Linked DNA regions of Sus scrofa: region 1 is linked to region 2. A link is a contact called in public targeted proximity ligation data. All regions are on one chromosome and are shown on one strand. The core of a region is the stretch at or near the end of the contact, and the rest is flanking DNA. Distances in the headings are between cores, read along the strand shown.

Region 1 (2,881 bases), core at 2-2,501, 340 kb after region 2:
CCCAAAAAAAAGAAGAAAGAAAGAAAAAAGATTTGAGGGCTAAATTATAAAGCAAGCAGTGCTTCTGGAGTGTTTACGTGCAGAGAACCACTTGAGGAGTTTGTGAAAAGGCAGATTCTAGAACACAGAACCATGAGCCTTTTGTAGTGGTTTTATACCCTCACTACCACTTACTCTGCAGCCTCACCAGATGGGTGGAAATACTTTCCTTCAAAACAGTATTTCAACACATGAGGTCTTCAACCAAGAGTCAGAGGCTCAGGCTTAAATCTAGATCTGAGCTGGCCAATGAAAATATAATGCAAATCTCCTGCGCAATTTAAAATTTTCAAGTAACCGGAGTTCCCGTCGTGGCACAGTGGTTAACGAATCCAACTAGGAACCATGAGGTTGCGGGTTCGGTCCCTGCCCTTGCTCAGTGTGTTAACGATCCGGCGTTACCGTGAGCTGTGGTGTAGGTTGCAGACGCGGCTCGGATCCTGCGTTGCTGTGGCTCTGGCGTAGGCCGGTGGCTACAGCTCCGATTCAACCCCTAGCCTGGAAAACTCCATATGCCGCGGGAGCGGCCCAAGAAATAGCAACAACAACAACAACAAAAAGACAAAAAAAGACAAAAGACATAAAATTTTCAAGTAACCACGTTCAAAATCAAAAACAAAAAAAGGAACAGGTGAAACTAATTTTAATAATGTGCTTTCTTTAACATATCCAAAATACTATCATTTCAACATGTAAGCAACGTAAAACTCATTCATGTGATAGTTTACTTTTTGTTTCCACGTCTTCAAAATCCCGTGTTTCACCTTTAGGGCATATCTCAATTCAGACTAGCTCCCTGTGGCTAGTGGCTACCATACTGAATAGCGTAGGTCCAAGAGCTGACCACTTAGTGTGAGACCTCGCACAAGTATCTTGATATCTCTATTGGTCACTTCCCAGCCCTCTAAGATACTAGGTAGGTGGCACGTAAATACTAAAATGCCTTTGGACTGATTCCCTGACTCTCCCAGCCTTTCCTTTTGTACTCCAAAAAGCCATGCTGTTTCACGCCGCGAAACTGGAGTTCAGCCCCACATCTCGTTTCCTCTGGACTCACCAAGTCAGACTAAAGCGGCTGTCGCTGCCGTTGAGGGACTCCCAAGACACATCAAAGCAGGATCTGGAAGTACAAAGTTATCTCTATGCAAGGCTTGTTTCCCGTTGCCTGGCAGCCAAGAGGCCTCCGCGGATGCGCACTGCGCCTGTGCGCGATCTATCGCCACAGCAACGCCTCAGCCAACTGTAGCTCTGGGTCCAGGACAGTACCGGACAGTCGAGCCAATGATTGTCTCCGGAAATTTTCCTACGTCGCTGATTGGTGAAGAGCCCTCACTCGACCTGCCCGGCTCCTTCTCCAAGTTGGGAGGTGAGCACCTGCAAGGCCGAAAGGCGGGGCAACCGAAGGAAGAGGTTAGTTCTGTTGGTTCCTTCGCTTATCAGCTGCTCGCGCCTTCCTTTTCTGTTGCCCCTCAAGAGGCTTGATACTACCTTGACATTCGCTTTAATCTAACCTATTCTGGTTAGAAAAATCGAGTGCCTAGGTAGACAGTTCGGGTCCCACTCTCCGAGGGCGTGACCAGCTAGCATCTCTGCCCCACCTATCGACCTCCTCCTGGGAGTGTCCTAAGGCGCAAGGAATGCGGGTTCCTCTTTCCCTCAAATTTTACTGTGCCCTTTCTACTAATGTTCTTTTCCATCGGGCATGTAACCTGGTGTCAGGTATAACCCGAGTTCTTATTACTTGGTCCCTGAGCTTTATATGCTAAAGCAGACCCTGGATCTTGTTTTGGCATTTAGACCGACTTAATTAAGTTCCCAAACAACTGCAGCTGGTATTGTATGGAAGCGACCCCGCTGAAGTCCGGTGCAGGTTGTTTACTGAAGGAAGATGTCTTGTCCCAGTTAGTGATCAGGGGAAGCAGCCCGTTTACCTAATGTGGGGAAATGTTGCACCAGCTGGCAGAGTCTTGGTTTTCGATCTCCCCTCCAAAATGACATCACACCGCTGAAAGTCATTATTTTTCCCCCTTTTGGTCCCTCTTTTTAAACAAACAAACAAGAACAAACAAAAAACCTTGATATTTGTTTTTTGCCTTGAATGCAAAGTCCTATAATGAAGTGTTTTACATAGCATACTCACAACCTGCATTTTCTCAACCTTAAGATATTCGGGTACGTGTTTACATGCTAGGCATGACACCACCCACAAGGTAGAGAAATATAATAATAGAGCTGGAAAAGAGGTAACAGATTATTCACTCCAACTACTACCCCACTGATTAACATCAGAACTGAAACCCAGGAAGAGAGAGAGTAAGTGATTTACTCCAGGTCAGGCACCTAGTCCTGGCAGAGATAAAACTGGAATACAGATCTCCTAATCCTTAATCAGTAACTGGAAACAGCAAGGGAGTAACTTCAACTTAAAAACAATTCCGGGAGTTCCCGTCGTGGCGCAGTGGTTAACGAATCCAATTAGGAACCATGAGGTTGCGTGTTCGATCCCTGCCCTTGCTCAGTGGGTTAACGAACCGGCGTTGCCGTGAGCTATGGTGTAGGTTGCAGACGGCTCAGATCCCGAGTTGCTGTGGCTCTGGCGTAGGCTGGCAGCTACAGCTCCAATTCGACCCCTAGCCTGAGAACCCTCATATGTCACGGGTACGGCCCTAAAAAGACAAAAAAAAAAAAAAAAAGAAAGAAAGAAAGAAATACCCAAGGATCTGAAAAAATCCTTCCTTTCCCTAAACTTCTAGCTTAAGGACTGGAAGTCAATAAGTCAAGAATATTAGTACTGGTATCAAGAGCGGCCCAAGAAATGTCAAAAAGGCAAAAAAAAAAACCA
Region 2 (2,800 bases), core at 272-2,771:
GTCCTGATGTTCTTTTCCTGGATCCCGCCTTTGTTTTTGTTCCAATGCCTCCTCCTTCAAGCTCCAAGAGAAAGCCTCTTGGAGACTTTGTGACCTCGCCCAATTCCCAACATTCCGGATTCAATCTTTCCCCCTTTCTTCTCAGACTTGAAATCACTGTTCTCTCAGAGTTAATCAGAACTAGGCGGAGGCCAAGAAAAACAGTGGACTCTAAAAGCTTATCAAAAACAAATCCTGCTCTTCTGAAAAGGCATTTTCCAAAAAGGCTTCCAGCAGTGAACAGTGGGGTTAAATTTTTGCATAGATTGTATTATAAGAGCAAGAGACTGATAACCCACTTAAATCTTATGGAGAAGCAGGTCAAGTCAAACGAAAAGACGGTCCCTCCAAGCCAGCCCATCCTACGACCCCCTCCCCCGCTCTGCGGCAGGAACTCCGGCGCGTGGGGCTTTGCTGCAGCCGGCACTACCCACGCATACTCAACTAAGAGACTCAGACCACGCCAGCCATGCCACGAGGTGTGTTTATTTTCATTAATCATACAAATAATTTTCTATAATATCCCAGGGCAAACCGGATAATTTGGCAGTCCGATTGGAGGGTCCCTTCGGAGACCCAGGGGCCGATGGCATCGGCACAGAGCGCCCGGGTTCACAGTGCAGCTTGTCGCTTGTGTCCATCTTGCAGGTGGCTCTTCCTCCACATCCCGATTAGGGTCTCCAAGATGTTGGGGGTGGAGAATCCTCCCGGTTCTTAGGAAATTTCACTTGGCTTGCTTCTCCTGCTCAATGGCTGTGGAGAGCAGGAAGCGGACATTGGGGGATGGGGACTTCCTTGCAATCCCCCAACCGAGGCGCTACAAACCTGGTGTGGGCGAGGCGCCCAAGACGTCTGGGGATTAAGAAACGGGCATGGGGCTGGGGATAGACAAGCGCTTTGTCTAACAGAAAGGGGGTGCTGGGGCCGCCCAATGGGAGGCACCGGCCGGATGGGGTGGGGGCGCTGGGCTAACGGGAAGTGTGGGTGGGGGCTGGGCAGGGGCCCGCGTACCCGGAGGCGGGGATGCACTTACTCTCTTTGGTGGGCAGGGTGTTCTTCTCCTGCGTCTCCGTCTTCTTCAGCTTGGCCTTATCGAAGCTGTTGATTTCGCCCATGTCCGGCTTGTCTGCCATTTTCTTATAACAATCCTAGCGGGCAAACCAAGGCAGTTGGCCTGGGGCCTGCGGCCCCCTCCGCGCTCCCCGCCGCCGCCACTCGACGTGGCACTAAAAGCCGGGGCGTTCCCGGCAGCCCCGAGGCCGAGGATCTGGGAGCTTTCTGCACCGCTTCCGCAGCCCCAGGGCGTGGCGGGCCAGGGCGTCCCGTCGGGGAAGCGCGCCCTAAGCAGCCGCTGCGCTTCTGCTAGGGAAACCCGCTCAGTTCCCAACCCAATGGGGCCCCCGCCCAGCGCGCGGCTCACCGAGAAGTTCCGCTGAAAGCCCAAGGTGCTGCTACTCGCACTCGCCTCGCTGCAGCAAGAGACAAAAGAGCGGCGCCCGCCCCTCGCCTTATATACACCGCGCCCAGCCCCGCCTCTCGCCCGCTGCAGCGGGGGCGGGGCCGGAGGCCAGGGGGCGGGGCCAACAAAAAGCCTAGCTTCCCTGCCACGCCCGCCTCAGGGCTACCCGCTGGGCTGGGTGCGGCTCTTCCCGCGCGCGCGGGGCCTTTGAGCTCTGTGCTCCCAGCTCGCGGAGCCACCGGCCTAGAGGCTGCAGGCGCCCCCAGGTCGGGCACCAGGCACTCGTTTTCCTACGAGGTTTCACTCCCCTCTCCGCTAATCTGTTGCGCACCCGCAGAAGGTGCGTGAGGGGCGGGCGGGGGAGGGGTGTATGGTTTGCTGTGAATGTGTAGCGGGTCGTTTTGAGTGTGGCTGTGCGGGCGTGCTCGCGCTCTCTGCAGCAGTCCCCACTCGCAAGAGACACCCCACCCCTGTGCAGTCCCCGCGTCTTTCAGTCCCCGCGTCTTTTGCCTTTACACCCATAAGAAATTCCCTACCCTCTTTTCCTCTCCTTGGGGAGGTGAATCCCTGCGGGGTTTCGCACTGAAAGAATCCCAGCCCAGGGTCCTAGAGGTGAAAACACGGGGTGGAGATGGGGATGCAGATGGGTTTCCACTGCTCCTTGCTCAGATTGTGGGCCGGTTGTCTCCCTTCCCCGAGCTGAACAGCTCCTCCAGGATCCTTGGCTGATCTGCCTCTCTTGGGCGCTTGTTACAAAGCATTGTCTGAAATGCGGTGGTGGCAGCAAGGGGCTCGCAATGTTCTTTCTCTCACAGGGCTTCTAGGAACGCTGTGTACCAACGTTCGGTTTTCCTCCTTGAGTTAACCTTGAAAATGTCTCTATAAAGGTTTTTGCTTTCCTCTTTAACCCGTTATAGGAGTGCTATAATGCAGTTATTCCGATCTTTGTTAGAAAACTTGTATTTTCATCCTGCGCAACGTTTTTAAGTACCATAAATTAACAACACAGGGAGTAAAGCTGGACATTGTTTTATTCGCCCTGGACTGTCCAACGACAAGGAGTAGTATTACCAAGCATTTTTTTTGGGGGGGGATGTCTTTCTAGGGCCGCACCCATGGCATATGGAGATTCCCAGGCTGGGGTCTAATTGCAGCTGTAGCCACTGGCCTACACCACAGCAACGCAGGAACCCAGCTACGACTACGACCTACACAGCAGCTCCCAGAAGCGCCAGATCCTTAACCCACTGAGGGAGGCCAGGGATCAAACCTGCGTTCTTATGGATACTAGTCAGATTTCCA

Evidence for each region.
Region 1: a targeted proximity ligation map of skeletal muscle shows a contact between it and region 2, with 10 times the contacts expected there. A contact is called at or near these places in 1 of 5 promoter capture datasets (liver), 4 of 47 Hi-C or Micro-C datasets (embryonic fibroblasts, heart right ventricle, mesenchymal stem cells and 1 more) and 1 of 2 datasets of targeted methods (skeletal muscle).

Annotation. Positions count from the first base shown.
Region 1 is chr3:60,113,023-60,115,903 of Sscrofa11.1, forward strand. DNAH6 (dynein heavy chain 6, axonemal) reads right to left here and starts at 1,252. Exons shown (of 77, transcript XM_021087305.1): 1 at 1,097-1,252.
Region 2 is chr3:59,775,731-59,778,530 of Sscrofa11.1, forward strand. TMSB10 (thymosin beta 10) reads right to left here and starts at 1,522. Exons shown (of 3, transcript NM_001097482.1): 1 at 1,460-1,522; 2 at 1,073-1,187; 3 at 506-792. The coding sequence starts at 1,172. The coding sequence ends at 764.